Linked DNA regions of Triticum aestivum: region 2 is linked to region 1. Evidence: chromatin contacts called from public Hi-C data. All regions are on one chromosome and are shown on one strand. Each heading gives the region's core, a stretch centred on a gene start, on an enhancer-like site or on the middle of the called end of the contact. The rest is flanking DNA. Distances are from core to core; before and after follow the strand shown.

Region 1 (6,810 bases), core at 2,512-5,011:
TGCCTGATGTCCTTCTCCCTCTCCGCGCGCTCCCAGCTGTTGGTGCGCTCCACCGTCATCTTCAACTCCGGCGCCTCCACCACCGCCGGCTCCCTGCTCCCCACGGAGCTCCTCTTCCCCACCTTGAACCTGCACATACAGCCTCTGCCATTGTGAGGACGAGGTTCCAATTCATTCAGTGTACAGTACCTGTTTAGCGATCAGGTGACTGACCCCATGAGGGAGGAGCGGCCGGACTTGCGCCCGCTCATCATCTTGCTCATCCGCGACTCCTCCTTCTTCAGGTCCCAGTAGGGCGACTTGTAGCCGCCGCCGGTCGGGGTGGCAGGAGCCACGAGCGGCGAGCTGATCTTGTCCGCGTCGCTGGCCTTGGGAGGCTCCCGCTCCGGCGAGTCCGCGCGCCGGTGCTTCACTGTCTGCACGACCTCCGTCATCGACGACATGGCCTTCTCCTTCTGCCGGTCTGCGTTCCCATGGAGTGTAGAGAATTGTCAGTTTCAGCGCCGATCGAGTCGAGAGTGACCTGACGACGGCCAAGGCAGAGTTGTTGCGCGTGGCTCACCGTCGTAGCGGATGAGCGACACCGGCAGCTCGTTCGGCCGCATGCGCTTGTCGCTCAGCCCTTCCGTGTACTTGCTCACCTCCACCTGCATCCTGCGCGTCCATCACAAATAAGAGGGCAGCACGAGCAAGAACATGTCTTCATGTGCATTGGACAAGTAAGGTGAGCGCGTACCCGATGAACTTGATGACCTTGCCGTTGTCGTCGCGGATGGGGGTGACGGTGAGGAGATTCCAGAACGGCGTGCCGTCCTTGCGGTAGTTCAGCAGCCGGCCGCAGAAGCTCTTGCCGGCCTTCACGGCGTCCCTGATCTTGGACACCTCGTTCTGGTCCGTCTCCGGACCCTGAAGAAACCGGCTGCACAAAAGCAGAGCTCAAACATGCCTCATCGCAGTGATCGATCGACCAAGAAACCGGGGACGATGGCGAGCACGAGCGCACGTACCAGTTGCGTCCGATGATCTCCTTGGCGGAGTACCCGGTCATGGTGTAGAAGCCGGCGCTGGCGTAGATGATGGGGATGTCGGGGCGGGTGGCGTCGGAGACGACGAACGTCTGCTGCAGGTTGGACAGCGCGTCCTTGAGCTCCTGCGACACCCGCGGCAGCGCGTCGGACGACCCGCGCCCCTCCATGGACGGCTTGGCGCTGCCCATGCCGGTGCCGCCGCTGCTGCGGCGCCGCTGCTCCGGCTTGGGCCACCACCCCTGCTGCTTGCTGCCGCTGCCTGAACCGCCCGGCTCCTCGACGATCTCCTTCCGGCTGGACAGCGACGGCGGCGTCGGGAGGGTGAAGCTGCTCTCGTCGCCGGACCCGGACCCGGACGGGAACGCCATCCACTTCTCCACAGAGTCGGCTACATCTTTGGAGCTGCCCGCGCCCGCCATGGATTACGTCACGTGCTAGCTGTGGCGACGCCGGTGACGAGACTGATTTGATTAACTGTGCAGCTATGGTGGAACAACCATCTGCTGAATTTCTGTGCTGAAAAGAAGAAACGCAAAATTCAGGTGTCTCGCAGGCAGTGTTGCTATGATCTTGTCGTAAAACTCATTCTTGGGGATGAATCCCTTCATCAGGAAATTACCAAACTTCTTTCCCGCTTCTTTTGGGCGGAAGAGAACAATAAGCAGAAGTACCATATGGTCAAATGGTCTGAGATCTGCAAACCTAAGGACCAGGGAGGTTTGGGAGTCATCTCTTCCAAGCGTATGAACATTGCCCTCCTGTCCAAATGGCTGTGGCGGATCCAGACGGAGGAGGGGGGCCTGTGGCTGCAGATTATCCGTAGGAAGTACCTTCGTGGGCAACCACTCGCTTTTGCCTCTAGGTCTGGAGGTTCCCAATTCTGGCAATCGGTGATCTCTCTACTCCCGGTCCTACGCATTGGGACCTCCATCCAGATAGGCTCTGGGTCTGCCACCCTCTTTTGGCTAGACCGATGGGCGGGACCCCGTCCCCTTGCGGAGCGTTTTTTCGCATTATTTTCTATCTGTGCTCGCCCACAGATCTCTGTGGCCGAGGCATTAGAGAACCTAGGCGCGATTGCCTTTCGTCGCACCTTCGGGGCGGCCGAACTTGTGCAATTGGATGAGTTACTGGAATGCATTGCCCTTCACCCTCCCTCTCTGGAACCGGATTCGCTCTCCTAGCACCTTGAGCCAAGCGGTAGATTTTCGACTAGATCTCTATACCAGGCTATTGTACCTACGCCTGGTCCAGTAGAGCTCACGGTGCTCTGGGAGATCAAACTCCTCCTTAAGATTCGCATATTCTTATGGCAATGGGTTAGAGGACGCCTCCCCTCGGGCATTGAGGTCCGTAAGCGTAATGGACCCGGGGATGGGCTTTGCCCCATTTGTCTGGTTCCGGAAGACTGCAACCACATCTTCTTTCGGTGCCCAACGGCGCAGTTTTTATGGAGCTGCTTTCGGGAGGTAGTCGGAGGCTCATGGTGCCATGACAACCTCCCGGATTTGTTCGGGGAGACCCTCCGGCTCCCCGGGTCTAGGCGCGCCCCTATTTGGGTCGCGCTCGGCACTCTTGCCTGGTCCCTTTGGTGTACCCGCAATAAATTAGTCATCGAACGAGTGATTCCGTCCCGTGTGACTGATGTGATCTACAAAATGTGTGGCTTCTTGCAGCTTTGGAGACCGCTTAGCAAGCGGAGTGACCGAGTCATCATTGACAGCATCATGGCGGGTCTTCGTGCCTCGGCGGCGTCATTCGCTCCTCCGCCTCCATCTCCACCCCCCCCCCCCCCCTGAGCCAGATTAGCGCTCTCCGGTACTCTTTTGGGGTTTGTCTTGCTGTGCCCCAGCATGTTCGTTGACTTTTTGTGTTTGTACCTTAATGTTGGATACTTGATGTTGGACGCTTGGTGGTATGCTTTATAATATAAAGCGGGGGAAACCCTTTTTCGTCGAATGAAGAAAAATCCACTCAAATCGCACGTACATTTGAGGCTGTTAACACCAACAGGTGATAATTTGAGCAATCACTTTTCTACTGTAGTATAGTGACCAATCAAGGGCTCCAAACAAATCGAACTGGGAACTGGAACTTGATATGTATATTTTTAAGAAAAAAGAACACAACCGACATGTGAGTGGAGATAAGCCAAGAATACTTCCAACATACCGAACTTGATAGACATAGTACAGTAGAGTGGAACCTACCCTCACTGTTCCATTATCCAAAGCAGACCAATGAAATACTGAACGCCCCGTTGGTACCTAGGCTACGTCCAGCTCCAGCTCCAGCACGGAATACCGGTGTACAGAGACGGCAAGAACATAAAAGGAAAGCGGCAAGACGACGGACCAAGCATCAAAGGACACAAGTGCACGGCCCAACCAAAAAGAGCAAAAGGCAGAGGAGGATCAACCAGACCAACCTTGAGGAATCAGGTGTCAGGTGCGGCACCTCCCAATGGCAGAGCAGAGCAGAGCAGCTGGACCTATCTAGCCCGTGCGGAATCAGGTGCTGCTGCTGCGCCTGGAAGTGGAAAGCAGAGCGGCAGCGGAAAAGAATGGCGGGCGTGGCGCAAGGGAGAGGATAATGCAATCCTGCCCGTGGTCGACTCACGGGCGTCGCCTCGCCCTCGCGGCCCCGTTTTGTGGCCAGCGATGGAGGCACGTACGGACCCCGGCCGGTGCGACACGGGGAGGCGTCGTCGCCAGCGAGCGGGGCATCGTGCGGACGCGTTTTGCCCAGGGGTGGGGGTGGTGTTGACGGCTACGGCGACGGCGACGGGGAGATTTTTCGGGGCGGGTGTGCGGCCACGGGAGTGCGCGAGGGAATCCAGTGGATGCCGGGCTGCCGGGGAGGTCCGCCTGAGCTTCGCTGTCGCGAGGTTGTTCCCGAGTGTGGGACGGCGACGGGCGAGATCAGTGTGGCCGGCTGCTGTGGATAACTAGGAACAATCGGGTACAAATACGATGGGACGACACGCGTTACAAAATTGCGTGTGCCTTCGAGGTCTTCTTTTTTAGCAGTAGAGATAGAGATTTAAGAAGAAAGACTACAGTTTTGTGTATGGATGGGGAAAATTTTCCCGCGTTACCAAACCTATGATGATTGCAGATGATTGGGTTGTGCTGGGGGCGACATCCTAGTAGCTTCTCTTGTGGACCGTCCGCTCAGCGTGATTAGGAGACGAGAGACAAAACGGGTGCACTGTTCTATGAAAAAGAAAACTGAATGAGATAGCTATCTTCTAACACTTGCAGATCTTTTGCCGATTATCACCTCTAGTACTATCCGAGAACTACTAAATGCCGCCTTATCTCGCAGCAGCAGTAGTAGTAGGAATTTCAGAATTCTTGCATCACTTTGTACTTTATTTATCAGGAGGGGGTGGCTCCCAGGAGCATATACTCCGGATGAACAGTAAATTAAACAAAAAACTAATTTTTTTGTAGATGTTCGTGTTAGTGTCGCAAGCATGCTTGACAAATTTCATGTGAAATGGAACGGCAGTGTTTCGTCAGTGAAAAAATAATTGGGTGACATTTGGTCTTCAATTTGTTTTGTTTTTGCACAGGCCAAAATGCTTAACTTTTTTGCCTCAAAATTTGCATGTAGCATTTGTATGTGACTAAGATCACATAAAAAATTATCTTGATTTTTTTGACATTCAAAAAATTATCTTTGGGCCTGGGAGCATGTGCTCCCTAGAGCCAAATTGAATTTCCATTATTTTTCATGATACTCGTAAGAACTTAAAAAAAATAGGTGTTGGCACAGGCCAGGTTTTTAAAGGAGTAGGAGATTTTGAGCATTGAATACTTTCTGGGTGAAAATCATGCTAATTGACATCATACTATCTACCATGAAGAGAAGATCATGTGGGAAGAAAACCAGTTGTGTAGGAACTTCCAGATAAGAAGACGGCGTGTGGTATGAGCATCCCCCACTCGTAGCGATGCTTGTACCATACGACGCCGCTACCATCTTGTCAACTGTTTTGCACTCGTGTGATCGGATCTCGCAAAGAAGGAACAAATAGGCCAAAACTCATGATGGGAATGAGCTGAGTCGGCCCGCCGGGTTGCTAATCTGACTCAAAAACTCGAGGGCAATTGGTCATGTGGGTTGGTCTCAAACAAGATTTGGGTCAACAGAACCGGCACCGGGTGACCCGCTGGGTCCAGCCGGGTCAGCCCACCCTACAGTCTTATAACTCACGGCAGCTGCAAATCTCCGTCGCGCCGGTGTTGTTGTAGGACCCAATTTGCTATATAGACTGTCATATGAATGCTCGCTTATATGAATAACAAAATTGTCTTGATATGTTTCAGCAGGATGTGCACGTACAAAATCACAAATGGATGGCATGAATTTTTTATTAACCATGTATTATAAATCTTAATTCTTTGTGTTTACAAAAATCTTAATTCTTACACTAGTCGGAGTGAATTAAACCGTGCCTAATTTACACATCTTGTTTGTCCACAAGGCGATGTAAAACAAGAATTTGGGTCTACCTAAAATACCCATAGGACCTACTAATATGAACTTGGGTCATCCACTCTTATTGAGGCTTATTGAGGGTTCTAAGATCATCACTACTAATATGAACTTAACTCCAATCCACTCTTTATGTGCATAAGCGGGCGGTTTCCGGTACAAAATATGTTATACTCTAGGTAGACTTCATATCACATACGCCATCAAACGTAATTTTTCTATACTAGTTATCACATATGGTTAATTAAGTGTTTCCCTATGGACGTAGCCGGATGTGGGTTTCCCTATTACTCCCCTACAATTGCAAAGGCGTGGAATTGAGGCTTTTACTGTCACCTCTAATTACCTCGACATCTTAACCCTATAACGATAGTAATATGCTTCACGGCCAATCACGGCGATAATGCGAGTGAGCTCTCCTCTCAGCATTCGTGACGGCTATAACTCGAACATTGAACAAGAAGATAATTGATCGCATTAGGAAAATATATAAAGTTCGTCCATATCCCCGAGAACTAGTACAACTACTCAAACAAGTAAATGGAAGACACAAAATAAAGAATCAAGTCACAAGCCGTCATCGAACCAGTGAAGGGAGAAGTCATGGTGGTGATGACCCACAAGTATATAGGATCAATCGTAGTCCTTTCAATAAGTAAGAGTGTCGAACCCAACGAGTAGCAGAAGAAAATGATAAGTGGTTTTCAGCAAGGTATTCTCTGCAAGTACTGAAAGTACTGGTAACAGATAGTTTTGTAGCAAGGTAATTCGTAACAAGTAACAAGTAGCAATAGTAACAAAGATGCAACAAGGTGTCCCAATCCTTTTTATAGCAAAGGACAAGCCAGAAAGTTCTCTTATATAAAGCAAAGCATTCTCCAGGAAACATGAGAATTGTCATCTACTCACGTTTATCATGTTTAGTTGATTTGCGTTCGCTATTTTGATAATTTGATATGTGGGTGGGCTGGTGCTTAGGTGTTGTTCTTACTTGAACAAACAACCCGCTTATGATTACCCCCTCTCGCAAGCATCCGCAACTACGAAAGAAGAATTAAAATAAATCTAACCATAGTATGAAACATATGGATCCAAATCAGCCCCTTACAGAATAACACATAAACTCGGGTTCAAGGTTTTGTCACTCTAGCAACCCATCATCTACTCATTACTCCCCAATGACTTACCTTAGGCCCAAGTAAGGTGAAGTGTCATGTAGTCGACATTCACATGACACCACTAAAGGAAGAACAACATACATATTATCAAAATATCGAAC
Region 2 (6,934 bases), core at 132-2,631, 300 kb after region 1:
AAATTATCATTAGGTGTTGTTTCCATTCTTTATTGTTCATATGGGGAAATCCATCTGACTTTTTCTTTATTTCTGAAAGTTTATGATGATTTTGGGCATACCAAGCTTAAAGAAGATATCTCACAAGTAAGTTTGATATACTGGATACATCTTGATATGTATGATATCCTCACTGCTTTTAGGGTGACACTGTGAACTTGGGCTTTTTGGATGGAAAAAAAGTTGATCCAAACTGACACCATGTATTCTTATGGATTTATGAGTCTTCTCATTGTAGTTAGAGCGTTCCTCTTGCGCGGAGCTTACTTTATTTTATGCTTTGTCAGTGTAATCTCCAATTTCATTCACATGTATACCATTACTCTTCTCATGGTCTTGCAGATGCATCGTGTCTAGCTTTTTAGCCTTGCAAATTAGAGGTATTGATTGATACATGCATATTATTGGAATATTTGGTGCTTTGAAAAGACTATGGGTGGAGTTAACAAACTGACTGAATGTATGAAAGAAATCCAAGACTCTTTGTCAGCTTCTCTTGGAGCTTCTGCTAATTTCAACAAGGTAATATTTAAGATTTATTACAATCTTGTATTTAATTATTTTATCTGAATCACTTACATCTATACTATTACACACACAAAAACTTGCATGATTAAACAGAGGAGGAACTTAAAGAATTGGAGTCTACTTGCTGATTTCATAGGACTAATTCACTGGTGCACGATGAATGCTCTAGCATACACAGGTGGATTTTCCCATATAATTGTAATATTAATGAAGACGTGCGTTGCACGTGCACGCTTACTAGTAGGAAGGAAGGAGAAATTAAAGGAAGGTGCAGAGTTTCTATGTGTGCACGTAGGTGGCTGTTGAGATTTCCTCTTCTGCGAGTTGTGAACGTAGGCGAGGGGTTAGTTGGTTGGGAGAGATGGGCCACTTCGGCCAGGCCCATGGGGAAGAAAAATATAGAGAAGGAGTGGTTGGGTAGGAGGGAACTCCTATGTGACATTTTGCGTCAACTAGGTGCGGCTTCGCACAGGGGCAGCTGACTGGCGGGCTTTGTGGGCCGCTTGGCGCGCGCGAACTGTTTTTGAACTGTTTCAAGCGTTTCGTTGTTTCTGCTTCGCGAAGCTGTTCCACTGATTGCTGTCCCTGCTGTTTTCCACTGTTTCTACTGTTATCTAACATATAAAGCCTCCTAGAGTACCCGCCGTTCTAGCGCATCTACATCGCGAGATGAATCTGGTTCGAACGATTTACCGTGCAGCGTCCTTTTCACCTTGCTGTTAAACATCTAGACGTTCGTTTTGCTGCACGCTATGAATTCGGGTTAGAGTGGATGGCGACTGGGCCACCCTTTCGCGTGGACCAGCATTGCAGTGTGTGTTCCGCGTGCGTGTTCGGGTCAGAGAAGGGGTGGGATACAGCGCTCGTCCAGTAAAAGACCTAGCCCGCAAGCGTCCCTCCCTCCTCCTCCACGACCTCCCTCCTAGTCGCCGCCGCCTCTCCTCCTCTTCCTCCTCTTTCTCCCGTGCCGCCGCCGCTTCTGCTCACCTTCCTCCTCTTTCTCCCGTGCCTCTGCCGCCGCTCCTCCTCCTTCTACTCCCTACGCTAGCGCGGTTGGGTCATCGGGTGAGCAGCGGTAGGCATCTGTAGTGTGTCGGAGTGTGCGGATGATGACAGCGGCACGCATCTTGGTGAGGCAGCGGCCACGGCTGCACCCTTCTCTGCGCTTCCTCTCGAAGTACCCTCTGCTGCTCGTCCTTCGTGTGTTGCCGGTGAGATTTCCTTCTCTCTTTTGCTCTCTTCCACGGTCCTGTTTTCTTCCTCACTGCTCCTCTTCTTCCTTCAATCTCTCCTGTTCAGCACGGTGGAGACAGGTACACGAACTAGGCAGGCCACGGGACGACAGCTGCTCGAGCACCCACCTCATGAGGAGGGGTTGAGTACAGCTCCCAGTTCATGGAGGAGATGCCAGCACAGGTGAGCTCTTTCTTTCTACTTTCCCCATCTTCCCATGGTACCCTGAGCTCTTCCTAATTGTTTTAGGGTTTGGTGGCAGAAGTCACTGGATGCATGCCCAAGAAGCCCAGCACGGCCAGGTGAGTGTATTTTAGATACCTGATATATATAACAACACAAGTTGTTATCCAATATGCGAAGAATCATATGTATTTTTTGTACATTTTATGGTTACATTGATACTGTTCTCCTGCAATTGTTAATAGCCTTAGACAGTATTGGCCAACTGGAAATTTATAAGTCAAAAATTCTCTGTCGAAATTGAACTGGTGTGATTTACAACTCCAGCGTTGCAACATGCCATCTTCCACTAGCTATTACAACTTACTGGAAGGCCTTGACAAAAATATTCTCTGTCGAAATTGGACTGGTGTGATTTACAACTCCAGCATTGCAACATGCCATCTTCCACTAGCTATTACAACTTACTGGGAGGCCTTGACAATGAACAGAGATAACTAAGATGGATAGTAAGTGGAGTACAATATAGAAAATGTGCAGATGAGAAATAGCTAATACCTTCAACATATTTATCATATCATTATTGTTTTCTTTAACCCGAAACAGTTGAGCATGGCTCCACTGCATTTTTATGAAATTGTGACAATATGATTACTATTTGAACACTTATAGTCTGATGCCATTCTTTTCTGTAAAAGAGTGATCTTTTTTGTTTACTATTTACTTTGTCTGAATTTAGTATCTACTCTGTCCAGCTATATCATTTCAATGTCATCAGATTTAGGTTTGCATGGTAGCTAAAGAAAATGAAAAGTCAGCCACCATATGCCAATGCCACTCCTATTCCCAGTGAACACTAGCCATGCTTTTTAATAACAAAAGAACACTAGCCATGCTTTTTGATATACTACGTATATGTATGATGTACTAGCAGTTCCTATTTTTTAACTATTGCGTACCAGAAAATTGAATTGGCAATGTATGCATAAATATGATGTATTAAATTATGTCATGAGAGGGATTTGTTCATTTTCAAAACTAAGTTGGATGAGCTTAAATCACTTATTCACGAGTACAAGTTAAATATGCTTTTAAAATTTTAAATACATGTATTTTTTTAAAGTACATAACTCCGCCTATGTCTTCTAGGCATAGCCGGTCCCAAGCCCGGGTAAAGGAGGAGGGTTGTGATAGGCTTCGCGAGCCAACGTAAAAACTAGTCAGTCCCATAGGTATGAAACCCATTTGAGCGAGAGTAGTACTAGGATGGGTGACCTCCTGGGAAGTCCTCATGAAAGGGTTTCATATCTAAGGGTTGTGATAGGCTTGGCGAGCCAACGTAAAAACTAGCCAGTCTTTTGGGTATGAAATCTATTTGGACGAGAGTAGTACTAGGATGGGTGACCTCCTGGGAAGTCCTCGTGAAAGGGTTTCATATCTAGCCTACCCCAACTTGTTTGGGATAAAAGGCTTCGTAAGTAAGTATTTTTTTAAAGTACATCATCTTTTATTTCTAAACAACAATACTGGATATGTTCATTTTTATGGCTACAGTACAGGTTAAACCATCCCAACTCCATAGCAGTACTACTCCAAACAGAACTGGAATGATTATATTTTTTATGGATTTTACAAAGTCAGCAAGCTGAGCATTTTTTTTTTGTGATTTTCTTGATAAATCAAATATTAGAGTAAACTTTCGTACTCAGCGACAACTTGACTTAGCCTAATATGTTGATTTCTGAACTTGGTAGATCAAATCACCCAGGAAAGTTACGTGTGTGCAAGCTAGCTAGACAAGCACACAAGCAAACTGCTGGATTGATGAACAGTAGGGTTCAACATAATATAGTACTCTGTATAGCAAAAAGCTCTCTTTCTCTGAAGTACAGGCAGCCCACGAGCAGTAGTAAGCAGAGCAATAGCGAGCGGCCAAGTAAGCAGCAACAAGCTTGTGGCCTAACCATGTGGCCCGGACCAAAATGGTCTCATGTGGCAGCACCACAACCGTCTCCAGCAACGGCTAGAATGAGAAAAACCGGCGCTGACAAAGAAAAGAAGGCACAAGAAGGCAATGGCAGCTTCTCACCCTGCTGTTCGTGGCAATGCCTGATGGCACAAGAAGGCAGTGGCAGCTTCTCACCCTGCAAATATGGAAGAAGTAGGAGAGACCTGCGGCTTCGAATCCTTGGTCCAGAGGAGAAGCAGAGCCCGTCATGGTTCCTGGAGTTACTCGGGGAGGAGGACGACCGCTGTGGCGTCGCAACGGCAGCTGACAAAACAAAGGAAGGCGGCCTCGGTCCAAAAGTTTGTTGCATGCTCGGTGTCCAGGAATCGAACCAGAACGACGGCCGGAGCTGAACAGAGTTAGGGAAACTACCTAGGATCAAGGACTCACTCGAAAAATGAGGCGATTCATGGCGGCGTCCTGCAGGCCTGCATGTTGGACCGTGGGGCGTGGACGTCGAGCCGGATGGAGGGCTGGTGGATCCCGCCTATTCCTATGGCTGGCGTTGCAGCGGCGAGCGGCGGCGTCCCCGGCGAGCTCGACCAGAAAGAGGATCCAGAAGGAAGAGGGAATGGATTGAGGAGGGAGGTAGTGGAGTAGGAGTAGGAGTAAAACGTGAAGGGGCAGAGAGTTGCGTGCGCGTGTCCCACGAGCTGGCGCTGCCAGCCTGACTGGTGGGTTCACGAGAGGGACCAATTGGTCAGTAGCAAAGGGAAAGGTTGAAAGAAAAATAAAAAATAAAAAAAATGAAAATGACTGGAATATCTCCTCTACTCCCTCATAATCTACTCAGGATTAATTTCAGTGCTCAAAGCTCATCAGAAATATCTTGGAAAATTTCACATATGCTACTATGTATATAATATAACTTTGTGAAAATGTCCAAGACTTTTCAGGAGTATTTGACTACCCTTTTTCAGATTTAAATTCAAATATGCCCCAAGTTCGGGTTTGAACTGTAAGCCGGTGATATGAAATTCCGAAGTTCATTAATCTTTTACTAGAGTTTGTAAATAACACACCATGGAGTATGCCTTAGACGTGTCAAAGTATTTTAAAATTTTGTTTGCAGACAACTCTTGGTTTGGATCAGTTTTTTGCGTCTTAGAAAACATGTATCATCACGAATCATCTATCTATCATCAATCCATACTTATTTTCATATGTTTCATTTTGTGTCTATATGTTTTAATGCACACTCTTTCAACACTTGGCTTGCACTCGGCCTTTGCGCCATTGGCGCAACGGGTCATCTAGTGAAGTGAACAATGGAAGTAAAGCAAAGAATGGTATAGTTTCTTCTGTTCCACTGTTTCTACTGTCTCCCAAAGAAACATGAAACAGAAAATCTTGTTCCAGGAACATTATTCTGAACATAGAATGGTATAGTTTCATGTCTCCCAAAGAAACATGAAACAGAAAATCTTGTTCCAGGAATATTACAGAACATTACAAAACAACGTTTATTACAACTTGATGAAATTAACTGATAATAGTATCACCAAGGTGTCATGAAAGACTGAAAAAAAATGTACATGTCTTACTACTTGTATTCAATACTTTTTCAGCTGTTTACAGCTGAAGGTCTTGGAAGAAACTTGAACTAGACCAGCAAGAGAAAAACAGATTGCTCTATCGGTAAGGAAACTTTTTTGCCATGGAAGTATTCCTTGGAGTTGAATCTTGCAGTGCACTTCCCTTGAAGGTGGCAGTATTAATGAGACCCTTGAGAATAGATAGAAGAATTTGATGAAACGTAAATGCGATTAGAAGAAATTAATTTCACTGTTTGGAATGAAAGAACAGGCTCTAAGAAAATAACATCTCTTTTGTTTCCATAGGAGAAAAAAATAGAGAACTTACATGTCGCTGCAGGAAAGAAGTTACTAACGGCAGTTGAATTTCATTGTGCTTGCATGTTACAATCTCAAACAGGAATTTTTGACGTAGAGCTTGTAAATCATCCTACAGTATTTTAGAAAAAGTGCAGTTTAATTCCTGATATGTTCCAAGTAATGAGCAAAAAACGGAAAAAATGTTTATAGCTTACATTAGAGAAACCCTGCAATTCAAGACCTTTGTACTTGCTAACATGCTGCAGAATGAAAATTCCTGAGTCATACCTGTGAGAAAAAATAGCACAATCAGTTCCATACTCAAGATGGAAATTATTGTTAATTTAAAATACTTCTAATCTGTTTTTTTAGGAGAAAGATCCAAAAATTTGCCCGTGGCTCGTACAAATCTTGTAAAACTGGAGATTTCCATGAAAAACCCACCTGAAATTGACCTTGGGAGCTGGTACAAATCTTGATTCGAAATTACCTATGTTGGAAGAAGTAGAATTTCCATATGTAGCAGCAAACAAGACCTTGAAGTTGTAGATGACCGCACTAATTGTTGGTAGAAATGTATCACCACTGTAGTACGGGTTCATGATATCAAAAAATTTGGTTCTGAAGTTAGCAGTGATTAAAATCCACTGTTTTTCCTTTAATACGGGCATTTTTACCTAGGGAATTGTGGAAAAGAAAAATCTATTAGTCTAACCTCTTTCAACAAGAAAAATCAATAAGAAACAGTTTGTACAAAAAGAACTTATCTTACCAAGGAAGCATTCAATAAACTGAAGCCAACATTACTTTCCTGTAAGATTAGTTTATTTGCAAGATCTGAATGATTTAGCATTGGGTTCATTAGCTTCTCCTGCATGTTTGTTTCCAAGAAAATTATTGATAGTTAAGAAAAGGAAATGTCAATGGTGTGAAAATGAAAACAGAGGAAAAGAATTTAAAAAATAGGCTGACCATGTCGTCAATGCTAACTATGTGCTCCACTATTTCACTGTTTGTTAGGAGGCCTTTTCTTCCTCGGTTCAGCTGGTCTTTGTTCTTTAGTTTTGAAAAACAGGCAACAACCCGAGGGTTTATCCAACCACCAGGC

The links. Hi-C and Micro-C count contacts between places; a contact is called where the count stands out from the background.
Region 2: a contact with region 1 is called in a Hi-C map of leaf, with 5 times the contacts expected there. The contact joins the enhancer-like site here to the promoter of LOC123045205 in region 1. A contact is called at or near these places in 4 of 5 Hi-C or Micro-C datasets (leaf and an unstated tissue) and 1 of 1 datasets of contacts at active chromatin or transcription factors (leaf).

The regions. Positions count from the first base shown.
Region 1 is chr2B:411,802,181-411,808,990 of IWGSC CS RefSeq v2.1, forward strand. It overlaps LOC123045205 (phototropin-2), which reads right to left and starts at 3,762. Exons shown (of 25, transcript XR_006421129.1): 1 at 3,457-3,762; 2 at 1,008-1,544; 3 at 737-919; 4 at 563-654; 5 at 214-463; 6 at 1-129.
Region 2 is chr2B:412,100,895-412,107,828 of IWGSC CS RefSeq v2.1, forward strand. It overlaps LOC123045206 (a long non-coding RNA gene), which reads left to right. Exons shown (of 7, transcript XR_006421135.1): 3 at 80-126; 4 at 382-1,778; 5 at 1,867-1,983; 6 at 2,066-2,102; 7 at 3,738-6,934. Among protein-coding and RNA genes, the nearest start is that of LOC123045206, 9.1 kb to the left of the region's middle. Within about 2 kb of position 1,382, at least 6 of the 8 cell types and tissues checked have an H3K27ac peak or open chromatin away from gene starts, as enhancers often do. A contact at or near this core is called in leaf, where this site is marked.